Linked DNA regions of Mus musculus: regions 1 and 2 are each linked to region 3. Evidence: chromatin contacts called from public HiChIP or PLAC-seq data. All regions are on one chromosome and are shown on one strand. Each heading gives the region's core, a stretch centred on a gene start, on an enhancer-like site or on the middle of the called end of the contact. The rest is flanking DNA. Distances are from core to core; before and after follow the strand shown.

Evidence for each region. HiChIP or PLAC-seq counts read pairs in DNA pulled down with a chosen protein or histone mark.
Region 1: a contact with region 3 is called in an H3K4me3 HiChIP or PLAC-seq map of pro-B cells, with 4 times the contacts expected there. The contact joins the enhancer-like site here to the promoter of Cd84 in region 3. A contact is called at or near these places in 12 of 39 promoter capture datasets (the C10 cell line, the HPC-7 cell line, cranial neural crest and 7 more), 1 of 15 datasets of contacts at CTCF or cohesin (CD8 T cells), 6 of 484 Hi-C or Micro-C datasets (the AML12 cell line, the HPC-7 cell line, bone marrow-derived macrophages and 3 more), 23 of 115 datasets of contacts at active chromatin or transcription factors (the 230-238 cell line, CD4 T cells, CD8 T cells and 16 more) and 5 of 9 other capture datasets (adipose tissue, embryonic stem cells, liver and 2 more).
Region 2: a contact with region 3 is called in a BATF HiChIP or PLAC-seq map of CD8 T cells, with 5 read pairs. The contact joins the enhancer-like site here to the promoter of Cd84 in region 3. A contact is called at or near these places in 1 of 39 promoter capture datasets (erythroid cells), 3 of 115 datasets of contacts at active chromatin or transcription factors (CD8 T cells, bone marrow-derived macrophages and microglia) and 2 of 9 other capture datasets (adipose tissue and liver).

Annotation. Positions count from the first base shown.
Region 1 is chr1:171,993,868-171,998,476 of GRCm38.p6, reverse strand. No RefSeq gene overlaps it. Among named protein-coding and RNA genes, the nearest start is that of Vangl2, 31 kb to the left of the region's middle. Within about 2 kb of position 3,291, at least 31 of the 459 cell types and tissues checked have an H3K27ac peak or open chromatin away from gene starts, as enhancers often do. A contact at or near this core is called in CD8 T cells, heart atrium, pro-B cells and 1 more, where this site is marked.
Region 2 is chr1:171,628,637-171,633,462 of GRCm38.p6, reverse strand. Slamf7 (SLAM family member 7) reads left to right here. Exons shown (of 8, transcript NM_144539.5): 8 at 1-1,060. Among named protein-coding and RNA genes, the nearest start is that of Mir7683, 11 kb to the left of the region's middle. Within about 2 kb of position 1,817, at least 83 of the 459 cell types and tissues checked have an H3K27ac peak or open chromatin away from gene starts, as enhancers often do. A contact at or near this core is called in CD8 T cells, adipose tissue, bone marrow-derived macrophages and 1 more, where this site is marked.
Region 3 is chr1:171,838,091-171,842,516 of GRCm38.p6, reverse strand. Cd84 (CD84 antigen) reads right to left here and starts at 2,820. Exons shown (of 9, transcript NM_013489.3): 1 at 2,719-2,820; 2 at 1,814-1,937. The coding sequence starts at 1,859.

The DNA of each region.
Region 1 (4,609 bases), core at 2,042-4,541, 160 kb before region 3:
TTCTTTAAAAAACAACAGTGGTTAAGAATATTGCTATGAATAATTGGGTAGATTAACATACTAAGGACTGGAAAGATGGCTCAGTCAGTAAAGCGTCTGCCACACAAGCATGAAGACCTGAGTTCAAATTCCTAGTACTCATATAAAAAGCCAAGGAGCTAAAGGGGTCTGCAACCCTATAGGTGGAACAACAATATGAACTAACCAGTACCCCCGGAGCTCGTGTCTCTAGCTGCATATGTAGCAGAAGATGGCCTAGTTGGCCATCATTGGGAAGAGAGGCCCCTTGGTCTTGCAAACTTTATATGCCTCAGTATGGGGGAACGCCAGGGCCAAGAAGTGGGAGGGGGTGGGACTTTTGGGATAGCATTTGAAATGTAAATGAAGAAAATACCTAATTAAAAAAATAAATTAAAAAAAAAACTGGGTAGCAACTGGTTTTGCTGAGGAGGAAGGGAGACAGACAGATCTCTGGAACTCATTGGCCAGTCAGCTTAGCTTCACCCTGTCTCGAAAAATAGGACAGAGAGCAATCAAGGAAGACACTACCTTCACATGCATGGATATGTGCACATACCCACACAAGTTCAACACACACACACACACACACACACACACACACACCAATATGGACACATAGGACCTTTAGCCATTGTTGTTTTGTTTTTTTTGTTTTTTTTTAAAAGATTTATTTATTTATTATATGTAAGTACACTGTAGCTGTCTTCAGACACACCAGAAGAGGGAGTCAGATCTTGTTACGGATGGTTGTGAGCCACCATGTGGTTGCTGGGATTTGAACTCTGGACCTTTGGAAGAGCAGTCAGGTGCTCTTACCCACTGAGCCATCTCACCAGCCCCCTGTTGTTTTGTTTTGAGATAGATAGGGTCTCATATATCCCAGACTCTCTTGGAGATGACCTTTAACCTCCTGAGTTCTGGGTTTTTAGGCCTACATCACCACGTTCAATTTAGGTCGTGCTAGGGCTTTCTGGATGCTAGACAAGCATCTATCAGTTGAGCTATACTCCAGTCCCTTGTTTCTTTATTAAAGATTCTTTCTTACATGGGCACAAGAATACTTCTCTTGAGACAACACCCCTGTCCTCTTTGTAGTTAAGCCTGTGGAAGATCACTTCTATTTGTTGTTCTCAGTTCACCTCGCGGTCAGATTTCGACTTACTATGGCTGAATCTCTACGTCAAACCTTTGAATGATTGAAATATAGAACAAATGCCTCTTAGTATACTAAGTTTTGGTTCAGTGCCTTGATATTCCCAGCCTGGTACTAAAAGTACTTTACTTTGGCTGGTAAAGATAGTGGCTATGATGCTGCTCTCACTGAATTGACCCTTGTGGACTGTGGAGCAGTCTATTTAACATCTTGAACCTCTTCCTCTAAAAGGTGGTCCAGGCTGGGCATGGTGGGGGACGCCTTTAATTCCAGCACCCTGAAGGCCGAGGAGGCAGATGAATCTGTGAGATTGAAGCCAGCTTTGTCTATAGAGTGAGGACAGCCAGGGCTACGCAGAGAAACCCTGTCTTGAAAAAAAATCCCAAACCCAAACCAAAAGCCAGTCTAGGAACAAATCGCCCTTTGACTGGATCTCAATGCTTGTCAACAAGACCATATTTTCTTTTGGGGTTTGCTAGAAGGGACAGTCGTGTTCTCAGTCATGTGTCAGGTAACAAAGGGTGTTTGTAACCGTTAGCTACAGAAGCTACAGTCTGGAAGCACTTCAGCTATCACCGAAGAAGGCAGGGACTCAGCTTAGTGCATTGTCAAGGTCATGACATAGCTGCTCCAATGGGATTGTCTAGCCTTTGGCTTTGTAATGTTGCTGAAAAAAAAATAGCAGGCTGTGGTTCTTGGTGAGGTGACACGATGTTACACTCAGTGATTTGTTATTAGCTTATTTTTTTTTTTGTGGGGTGGGGAGAGGAACAATTCAATCTACAGAACTGAAAGTCAACTACATAAGATAGCTCCTGATTTTCTTTATTAGTCTAAGCAAGTGATGGGAAGGCTCTTCCAGTTGCTGGGAAAGTTGCATGGGAGAAAGTCAGCTTTTGGAAAACTATTGCGTCAGTGCATGGTAAAGTAGTAGGAAGGAGAGAGGGAGGGAGGGAGGGAGGGAGGGAGGGAGGGAGGGAGGGAGGGAGAGAAAGGCAGGGAAGAGGGGGAGAGGGAGGGAAGGGAAAGAGAAGGAGGGAGGGAGGGAAGGAGGGAGGGAGGGAGAGAAAGAGAGAGAGAGAGAGAGAGAGAGAGAGAGAGAGAGAGAGAGAGAGAGATATGCAGCTTGGAACAGCAAATGTCACACATGGAATCGGTGGAATAGTGGGAAAAGGTACTGGCTTAGATGGTTTAGGAAACATGGGCAAGGCATAGGTTTCTCTTACCTCAGTAAGTTTCAGGAAGATGTTTCTTTATGCTAGACATTGGGATGCAGAGATATATAAACCATGGCTTCTATTCCCTAGGAGCTCCCAGGGCTTTTGCTAGCACAAATGAGAAATACTATTGTGGCTATTTTGTCTCCTACTGTTGACACCTAAGTTATTATAATGTCCCCCAGAGGAGGTCCAGGGGACAGACTGAAGCAAGCAGTGAGAATGTGAACCATTTTGAAGCCACCGCTCAAAAGGCTACCTGTACACCGGTATCCTGTAAGAGAATCTGTGGTTGAGAAAACAAATTGAATCTAGTTAATAGTTTATTTGTTCTCACTTTAGGACACAACTAGCCTGTGCTATTTGTGGCTTAGCCAGGACAAATATGTGCTTTAAACTGGAAAGGTAGGCTTTTAGGGCAGCACGTCTATGTACGTTACTATAGTGGTGGATATTATCGTAATTTGTTCAACTCCGCAATGTAGCTTACCAAGACTGAACTGCAATGCCAGCTATGGACTCTGACGCTGTGAGTCATTGTAGGTTTGCCAGTTGTGACCAATGTTCCACTCCATGCAGGATGCTGATCATGGGGGAGGCTGCGTAGGTGGGGGGACGGGGAACGTGAGGAAAATCTCTGGGCATTAGACTCCACTTTCCTGAGAAACCACAACACTTAGAAAAATGAAGTCTGTATATGTAAAACAAACAAAACCCTAAGTAAAACACCATGTACAGCCATATGTAGTTTTAAACATAGATCGAACAATAAAAGCACTAGTATAGTTGTTAAGATTTCAGTTTAAAAAAAAAAGTGGAAATGTGATGCAAAACATCTGAGAGGAAGGGGAGGGCCTCCTGTGCTACCACAGATGCCAAACATTTGCATGACCTTCACTGTGGGGGAGACCGGTTAGGGTGGGTTTGTTCCTTACACGTTCCTCTTAATGTTGGTTCCCACTGATACCCTAGCATGTAATTTTAGGTTAGAGTTTTTACAGTCTAGATTAACTCCATTTGAGGGGTTGTTATCTTCTGGCTCTGTGCTTATCTCCTAACACAGTCCCTTCCCCCATAACAATGGGGTGGAACTGGAGAGAAAGCAGATACAACTTACCCTGCAGATTTTGTTTGCCAGGGCTGCTATGAGATCTGAGGCCTCTTGATTTGGGGCATATTAAACAACTGGACACCAGGGGTCTTTCTTTCTTAGATTGAAAAGTTCAGGTGGTTTATTCTATCTTGAAACAGCTCCCCGCAAGTAGAGCTGGCTCAGCTGTCACTGTGCCTATGACAAGTGTGCAGATCATTCAAGCACCTGCTAGAAATGCAGAGTCTCATCCAGCAGGTCTGGCACAGGCCCTGGGTTTCTCTGTGTAGCCTTAGCTGTCTTGGAACTTGCTCTGTAGACCAGGCTGGCCTCGAACTCAGTGATCCACTTGTCTCTGCCTCTGGGATTAAAGGAGTATGTCACCACTGTCAGACTAAGAGTGTACATCTTGAGGGTCTGGTGCCTTAGTAGCTTGGGCTGCCATGACAAAGTACCACAGATTGGATGACTTAACAGAATTTCATTATTTTATGGTTCTAGGAGCTAAAATCTGAGGTTTATGTGGCTGGGATCTGGAGAAAAATCTTGGGTTGGGGGTAGCATTCCTCTTATGATGGCATCACGTTGGGGGTGGAGAGGGAGAGAGATACCAGGTTTCTGATCTCTAACCAGGTAAATGATTTCACAGTGAGACTTCTCTCTCACACCCCTTTATTACCCTAATTTCTTCTCAAATAATTAGGTGGAATTAGGTGAGACTTCAGCATCTAAATTCTGAGAACATAATTCAGTTCACAGCGCTAGAAGATGTAGCTGATGGTCTCAGGCTACCTGGAGTAGCAAGGCCCTAAGAGAAAGCTTGTGTACCCATGAAGTTTAAGGGGTCAAAACATGCCTTAATAAGAAAAAAATACTTAAATTGGACAGTGACGGTGCATGCTTTTAAACCCAGCACTTGGAAGGCAAAGGCAGAGGCAGTTGGAGCTCTGTGAGTTCAAGGCCAGCCTTGTCTACAGAGTGAGTTCCAGGGCAGCCAGGGCCACAGAATGAAACTTTGTCTTGAAAAACAAAAACAAAAACAAAAGAAGGTTCCTCTTGGGGAATTCCTTGTGTCTGACTTGTTGTGGGTGCTCTTTGCACGTTCAGTACTCAGCATTACCCTATTTT
Region 2 (4,826 bases), core at 568-3,067, 210 kb after region 3:
AATTTTCAGGCACTGAAAACACCCGAGAAAGAGGCCACGTGTGGTTTTGGTTGGAAGGTCATGGAAACAGGCCTCCTCAAACCCATTGGAACATACATGATGATACCATGTACCCAAGATGCCAGATACGGAGCTTCAAGGCTTATACCTCTCTGCTGAGTTTTCTCCTATCTTTGGCTCTTTCTTTGCCACGCCCCATCCCTCCCTTTTGGAATGTGAATGTTTCCTCTGCCATTGTGCATTGAAAGTATGTGAGTTTTCTATTTTTTAAGAGCTCACAACTAGGACTTTGCCTTACATCTCATAAAAGACATTGGACATTGAACTGTTATGGCTAGGGACTCTTGAAGTTAGATGGAATGTGTTTTGCATTGTGTGATGACCGTAGGCATATTGAGCCAAGACCTGTGAGCCAAGACGGGAGTGTTATGGATTGAGTCGAAAAGATTCAAGGTTGCGGGCTTGTGTGGTTCAACACTTGGTGTTATTTAAGGGTGCTGTAGACCCTATAGAAGATAGAGTCTGTCTGCAGACGGTGAGTCTCCAGGAGGCAGGCCTAGAAAGTGACAGTCACTCCTGGCTCTGGGCAAGCCTTCTGCTCCACCTCAGGCAGAATCCTGTCCACCATGTTATGAAGAAGCAGACATTGCAAACTCCCTCCAACACAGGCCAAGCCCCTAAAGCCGCCATGCCTCTGATGACAATGGATTATAACCTCTAGAACTCAAAATCGAAAGCAGGCCCTTCCCCTGTAAGTTGCTCCTGCCAGGATTTTGGCAGTGTGGTAGCTGATACCACTTCCTTCCAGAATAAGCTATTCTCAGCCTCTTTGGACTCTGAGGTTCATCGTCCAATTGCTGAGAACTCTCCTCAAACCCAGAATCTGTATTCCTTTCTGCCAGTGTGACTGAATCTGTCAGTTAGCCCAGAGAAAATGACTGGGAGATGCCTGAAATTGCTCCAAATAAGTCTATTAATTTATTAATGGAACCAGCAGCTATGAGCCAGGTGCTGTGTTACACTTTCATGGATTGTTGCAATACACTCACTCTTGCTTGATATCTCATGAACCACTTTATAGGGCGCCACAGAAATACTAACTACGGAGTCCCAGAAGGGTATGTAGGTACCAATGGCCAAAATGCACAAGGACAGAAAATCCAAACATACACCTATGTTTGTCTGGTACCATTTGAGGTCCTTTAAAGCAGATGATGGAGGACAAGGACCCCTCATCTGGACTTCAACTATACCTACATGCTCCAAGGGAACCGTGTACGCCCTGAGCCTACAGAGGAGTCCATCTTTAAAAATAGAGAAATAGCCTGCATACAAATTTTTGATCTAGTCTAAGACCTAGCATCACAGATAGAGTCTGGGGTTTGATGGCTTGAAAACCTTTACAGTTGTGTTTGTTTGTTTGTTTGTTTGTTCCCAATGAGTCTTTATTGAGAACCTCTACTAGGTTAGTCTTCTAGGTAAAACAGACATATATCCTCCCCCAAAAAATCTTATTTTCTTTTTCTAGTGTCATGGAAGAGACATGGGAACAGGTAGAGTAAGGGTGTGTGTGTGTGTGTGTGTGTGTGTGTGTGTGTGTGTGTGTGTGTGTGTGTGTGTATTTGATGTGCTCCCAGAACAAGAACTACATGTCTTCATGAGAATGCTGAAAGGGAACTAAGGTTCCAGGGTTGAGGGATATGAAATCAAGGAGACAAATCTATGTTTAAAAGAGAAGAAGCCAAGATGCTGTCTTGAGCTGATGGGAGGGGAAGTGAAAGCTAAAAATAGGATGTATTCCCCAACACGTGGCAACTCTGTCATAACCACAAAGAGCTGAGCTAGGCTTTGCCCAGAGCTGCCTAGGCATCTGTCCAAGGCACAGTTGTGAATGCTACTAAGCACTGTGTGCTAATTACTGTGTTTATTACTTTACTTTTATGAATAAATAAAATATTATTTAAATAAAATCAGTACGTATTAAGGAAGGGTTCCCTGAAATTCTCTCAAAGGTGAGAGGTAAGGCGCAGAGCAGCATCTGAAGAGAACTATTTACAGTATGGCCGGAAGAAGCCAGGGCTTCACATTGGTCCAGGTGGTTGTGAGTTTTATCTGTAGTTTAGTCTGTAGTTTTATCTCCATGACCCACGTCCTCTGTATTGATCATTTTAAAGGCACTGCAGAATTCGCATACAGAAAACATGTGTTGTGTTGCTATTTGCAGTAGACACACTCTGGAGACTGCCTAAAAGTGAGGTGGGAAATGAGGGTTACGTGAGCGCAGGCTTTAAGAGCACAGGCTTTAAGAATGCAGGGCAGAGTGCCAGAGAGGCAGCTCAGCAGTTAAAAGGACTGGCTGGTTTTCCAAAGGACTCAGGCTTAATCCCCAGCACTGAGGAGGTGGCTCACAACCATCTGTAACTCCAGTTCCAGGGCATCTGGTGCCCTCCTTTGGTTTCCATGGGCACCAGGCATGTACACGGTACATACATATACATACCAATAAAATGTCTATACACATAAAATAATGTAATTAAGCTAAATTTTTTAAACACAGGTTCTATAGTCAGGTGTGGGGGATCTATGCCTATAATCCCAGCACTGAAAGGCGAGCCACAAATTTGAGGTCAGCATGGACTGTATAGGAAGACGCTGTCAATATTATTATTATTATTATTATTATTAATTGTTGGTTTTATGCATTTACTTTTTGTGAAAATTAAAATTAATTTATGGTAGAACTTGCTTATAATCTTAGCCAGAAGGACCATCTAGGTCCATCTAGAATTATTTGAGGTCCATCTAGACTATATAAGACCTTATCTTTAAAAAAAAAAAAAGCCAGGTGGTGGTGGCACACACCTTTAATCCCAGCACTTGGGAGGCAGAGGCAGGCAGATTTCTGAGTTCAAGTCTGGTCTACAGAGTGAGTTCCAGGACAGCCAGAACTACACAGAGAAACCCTGTCTAAAAAAAAAGAAAGAAAGAAAGGAAGGAAGAAAGAAGAGAGGGAGGGAGGGAGGGAGGGAGGGAGGGAGGGAAGGACACGTCATACATTTGTGTAAAGCTAGAAAATGTCATGGCATCACAAGTGGAAAAGGTAACACGCAGAACTGAATGCGCTCCATGAGTACCACTGCACTGAAAGACATGCCTTGCAAGAAACCCAAGCAGCCCAAGCACGGTGTGAACTGAGTGTCGTCGTGTGTGGCTGTAATGGCTGCACTCCACAGGTGTTGGCAAAAAGGTCAGAAACTCAAGACTCCTGTGTTAACAAGCCGAGGGGGGGGGAGTGGGCTGGTGAGATAGATGAGACACTGTTCCTAAATAAATAAAAAGGAGAGGAAGAGGGAGAGAAGCCAATTCTCTTCTCTGCCCTTCAGTTAATATGAAGTATATTTAAAATAAATCTATGTGTATGAAACAAATGAAAGAAAATACATCAAAACTATTAAGACTGGTTGCTGGAGAGAGTACAAGTTTGTCTCTTACGTGTGTGTACGTGTGTGTACGTGTGTGTGTGTGTGTGTATGTGTGTGTGTGTGTTCATTTTCCAAATGCTTTTCAATTTAAGAAAATGTTCACTGTATAGCAGAATGGAAGACATTTTAAATAGATTTGTGGTGAGAGCAAAAGAGCTGGCGTCTGCTAAGAGGAGGTGAAGGGGAAATCTGAAACCCACCTACTAAAACTGTGGTTTCGGAAGGTGGAAAATGCCCCTCTATGGGAGAATAGAGGAAGACCCTCCCACAGTGATCACAGGAAAAGATTAATTTCTGTCAGAGCCTGTGGCTTGAATCTGTGGTGGGTTATGGGCAGACAAAGAGAGCCTGGGCTTTGACTCCAACACTTGCCGTCTCCTCTTCTCTGGGAACTAACTCACATAGTAAATAATTAGGACTATCATCACACTCTCATCTCCATCACCACCACCCCACCCTTGAATTAAATGGGGCCTGAAATCTATGAACTCAATATTTCACGATATTAGCTGCAAAAGGTTCCTTCCTCTTGAGCTCGACCTGTAGGCAAAGGAAACCACCAGCTTGTCAGTGTGAAAAGTCACACCACCTCCCAGGCCCACCACATACAGCCCTCCAACCTGCGTGGTGGAGGACTTGTGAAATGTGAGAAATGAGTTCTCAGACGGAGAAACCTAATTAAGAGAAAGAAGGGGGAGCAACATTTTATGTACCATTTCAGAAAGGCGCCTGCTCATGCACTCACACACACACACACGTCACACATCTGTCCAACAGCACTACTGAGTGCAACTAATGCCAGGCACTGTTCAAAATAGAGCACAGAACAGAGGTCAGTGCCTTCTGGGTGCTTATACTAGAGTGAGAGAGGCCAAGGTAGACACTACCATTCAAATAACATGACTGAAGTCATGACTGCTAAGAATGAGAGGCATCCGGTGCTGTAGTCACCTATGACAGGGGGCTTTCCTAGGGTAAGGGAATATTCAGAGGATCTCCAATAACGACTGATCTGGCCCACCACAACATCTACTTGGTCTGTGAACTTCTGGAAGAGGTGAAGGGGCCAGTCCTGCAGATCCAAAGCTACAGGATCTCCATGACACAAGGCAACAACCAGGTTATCAAAGAGTCCCAGTAAGGATCCAGTATTGATAGTGCAGCAGAAACAAAGTCCTTGAACCAGACCAGTGACTTATAATGAACATGTTTGAGGCAAAAGGATACACTGTGCGACACACCATGACACATCACAACTTCCATGACAAGATGTGTTTTTAAATTTTTGTTTGTTTGTTTGTTTGTTTATTGTTTTCTTTTGGGGGAAGGTTGCAAGGGCAGAGG
Region 3 (4,426 bases), core at 1,571-4,070:
GATTTCACGCAATATTACAAAGTTATAGTAAAAAAAAATTAGCATGGTAATTTCATAAAAACAGATAAGTTGGTCAGTGGAGTTGAAATGAAAACCCAGACATAAATCCACAGGCCTATGGACACTTCTTTTAAAAATAAAGAAGCCAGAAACATACATTGGAAAACAGCGTCTTCAACAAATGGAAGTCTGTGTGTAAAAGAATACAAAGAGATCCATACTTATGTTTGTGAACAAAACTCAAATGCAAGTGGATCAAAAACTTTAACATAAAAACTGATAAGGGAGAAAGTTGGGGCACACCCTTGTACTCATTGGCATAGGAGAAGAATTCTTGATCAGAAACTGAGGTGCAGGCAGTAAGACCAACGATAAATGAAACTTCTTGAAACTGAAAAGCTTCTATAAGGCAGAGCATACTGTCATTTGGACAAAATGGCAGCCTACAGAATGGGAAAAGATTTTTTACCAACTTTACATTTGATAGAGGACTAATATCTAAAATACATAAAGAACTCAAGAAGCTAGATATCAAGAATTTAAATAACCCAATTTAAAAGTGAAGGTACAGATCTAAAAGAGAATTCTCAATAGAGAAAATGCAAGTGGCTGAGAAATACTTAAATACATGTTCAGCATCCTTAGCCATCAAAGAAATGCAAACCAAAATTATTTTGAGATTGTATTTCATACCTGTCAGATTGGCTAAGATCAATAACACAAGTGACAACTAATTTTGGCAAAGATGGGGACTAAGGGAAACACTCATTCGTTGCTGGTGGGAGTGAAAATTTGTAAGTCACTCTGAAAATTGATATAGCCATTCCTCAGAAAGTTAAGAATCAGTATACCCCAAGACCCATCTATACCACTCGGGCACATACCCAAAAGATGTGTCCTATGACTACAGGCACACTTGCTTAACCATATTCATTGCTGCTTTGTTCATTATAGCCCCAAACTAGGAACAATCTAGATCTCTCTTCACAGAAGAATGAGTAAAGACTCCGTGGTGCACTTAAACCATGGAGTATTACTTGGCTCTTTAAAAAATCGACATAATGAAATTTTCAGGCAAATGGATGGAACTAGAAAAAAAATCATCATATTATATTTTATTTTGACATTTTTTTTGTTGTTTAGAAGTCAGCTCTTTTCTAATGAGAGACAGAAAGGGAGTAGATGTAGAAGGGGGGAAGGTGGAGAGGGACTGGGAGGAGTTTAGGGAGGGGAAACTCTAACTAGGACATATGGTATGAAAAATCTTCTATTTTCAACAAATAGGGGCAAAGAAACAAAAATGAACCATTGGTTCTTAGCCTACTTGCTAGTGATTTCCATTATGTGACTCCAGTGAGAGCATTAATTAAGTAATTAATTAACTACCTAACAAATATTTATTAAATGCCTACTATGTCCCAGGCATACACAGATCATACCAGTTAAGACAAGAGAATAAACAGATGGAAATACAAAAGGAAAATCAAGCTGAAATGATGCTGGAAACCAAAAACTTAACCCAAATAAACAGTGCAACAACCCATAGGACAATAGGAAGAGGAGGGACCAGGAGTTGAAGGCATAGGTAGGAAAGGGGACAGAAAGTGAAAGAAGACTGGTTTAATGTGATGAAGCACATTGCTTGGGTCTTAAGGTCTCACTCTAGTTCAGTAGGTTGAGTGTAATATGAACAGAAAGCCCAGGAAATTCTGCTGAAACGAGATCAAAGGGACACGTCCCTGCCCTCCCATGTGTATTTTCTAAAAAGTTATGACATAGTAGGACTTCAATACTAACAAGGTTCAGAACTCACAGGTTTGTAGGCAAAGGAACCAGATCCACAGATGGCGCTGGGCCATGTCCAGTCAGACTCCAGTCTTCTGAGGAAAAATAACTGGTGTGGTAGCTGCTTTCACTTCAGTGTGGTGTTTCCGGAGCTGGAGGGAGGAAGTGTGAGCTGATTAAGATGTGTTACTTCTTAACCTACTTACTAGTGTTTTCCATTATACAACAGCAGTGCATATTCATTATTAATTATCCAACAAATATTTATTAAGTGCCTACTATGTGCCAGACATATCATGGATGTTGATCAGTAGCTATAAAGTAATGAGTTCCCTTTGTGGAGTTTATATTCTTTATAGAGGGATTGATAATTATACAGGAAATTTCAGTAAATGGTGATATATGCTGCAGCAGGAAGAAATGCAGGGTGGAGGCATCTACTCCAGGCTAGGGTAAGTTAGGGAGATTTCTGAAAGGAATTGACAATGTAGCTGAGACAAATATGAAGAATGAACTAGTATTTTTAGGCAAGGGGTTAATTGTATTTTGAATCACAAGAATAAGCCATAGTCTTTGAGTTCAGTGTCTCCATGTTTGCATCCATTGCCTCCTGCCCACTGGCCCTATAAAGTCAGCATCTGTGATCTGGAGATTGCTGTATCTCTCCCACTGACCCACCATCACCTAGTTACATTAACTCCCCCACTCACGTCATGAATCAGCACCAATTGTCTCTACACCTGCCTCGCATGGACCCCTTAGTGAGACAAGCGCAGCTAAGCTGAGCACCCCAAGACCCACTCTGCACTCTCAGTGCAAGTATGTCAGATTCCAAAAGGCAGACACACATTTCCAGATAGCAAGCCAAAGATAGAGCCCTCAATGGATCTGAAGTCAGACCCAGAGGCAAACTAGATCCAGAGGACCCCTTCCCAGAGCATAACATCAGATTCTGGTCCAGAGCTGGTCCAGAAAGGTGTTCACCATCAGACAGAAAAGGAAGAAGTGGTCAGTCACAGAGGAACTCCAAGCACTGAGACGGGTTTGTGGAACCAGAAAAGGAACACGGGAGACACCACAAACCATCCAGCAGTAAATGAGCCGATTCCTGGTCATGACTGGTGCTGAAGATGATACCCTGCTCTCAGAGGAGGACTAGAGACACAGACCTTAGTAGTCCAAGCACAGAGAGAAATGACACCTCAACTGTACCATAACCCTCTGGAACATTGCAAATACTCAAGGAAACAAGAAAATTGACTCAAGAGAAACTGACCTTGACACCTGAGCTGAGAGCTCCACTTTAAAATCACATATTACACACAGACACACACACACAGACACAGCACACCCAGAGACACACACAGACACACAGACAGACACACATACCACACACACACAGAGACACACAGGCACACACACACAGAGACACACACAGGCACACGTATACAGAGACACACACAGACACACATACACAGACAGACACACACAACAAAAAAAGTAACAGGGATGGAAGACATAGTAAGGGACTGAGATATTAGGTCAAAGACAGTGACTGGTTTAATATAAGTGTGTAAAATGTGTGATATACTTAGGACAACATGGAAAGAGCAAATTTGTGAATTATGGAGTAAAAGAAGTTGAATTGCATGCTAAAGGTGTAAAAAATATTTTCCACAAAACCATAGTAAAAATAGTTCCACATTTAGGGAAATAGTGAAATGTACACAGAACACCAAATAGGCATGAATCGACAGATACACACACACCACACACAGAGTCACACACAGACATACACAGAGACACACACACAGACACACATAGACACACACACAGACACTCAGACACAGACACACAAATACAAACTAAAATAACTTGTATTGGAGAGATGGCTCAGTGGTTAGCACTGCTCCCACTTTCAGAGGACCTGGTTTTGATTCTCAGCACCTATAACTGTCTGTAACTCTCATTTCAGGGGATCAAACACTGTCTTCTGATCTCAGAAGGCACTGCACACATGTGGTGCACAGACATACATACAAACAATCATACCTTTAAAACAAAAAGTAACCAAACCTGTCTCTTCCTTAAACTACACTCCCCGGAGTAGCAACTCTTAATGGACGTGACTTAGACATAAACTTCCATAGAGTGATTATGAATATATTCTCACTTCTTGACATGTTCAAAGATATGAAGGCCCGCTTAAAGAAATGAAAGTAGACATGAATAAAAGTTTAATAATGATATAGGAAGCTAATTGTTAGATATGAAAGTGGAATTAAATAAAGAAATGGAAATATGAAAGAAAAATCAAACTGAATTGATGCTGAAAATGAAAAGCTTAAGAAAAATAAATATGCAGTGTAAGGCCTCTGCAACTAAATGTGTTGTACTGGCTAGTTTTGTGTCAACTTGACACAGCTGGAATTATCACAGAGAAAGGAGCTTTGGTTGGGGAAATGCCTCCATGAGATCCAACTGTAATGCATTTTCTCAATTAGTGATCAAGGGGGAAAGGCCCCTTGTGGATGGGACTATCCCTGGGCTGGTAGTCTTGGGTTCTATAAGAAAGCAGGCTGAGCAAGCCAGGGGAAACAAGCCAGGGGAAGCAAGCCAGTAAGTAACATCCCTCCATGAC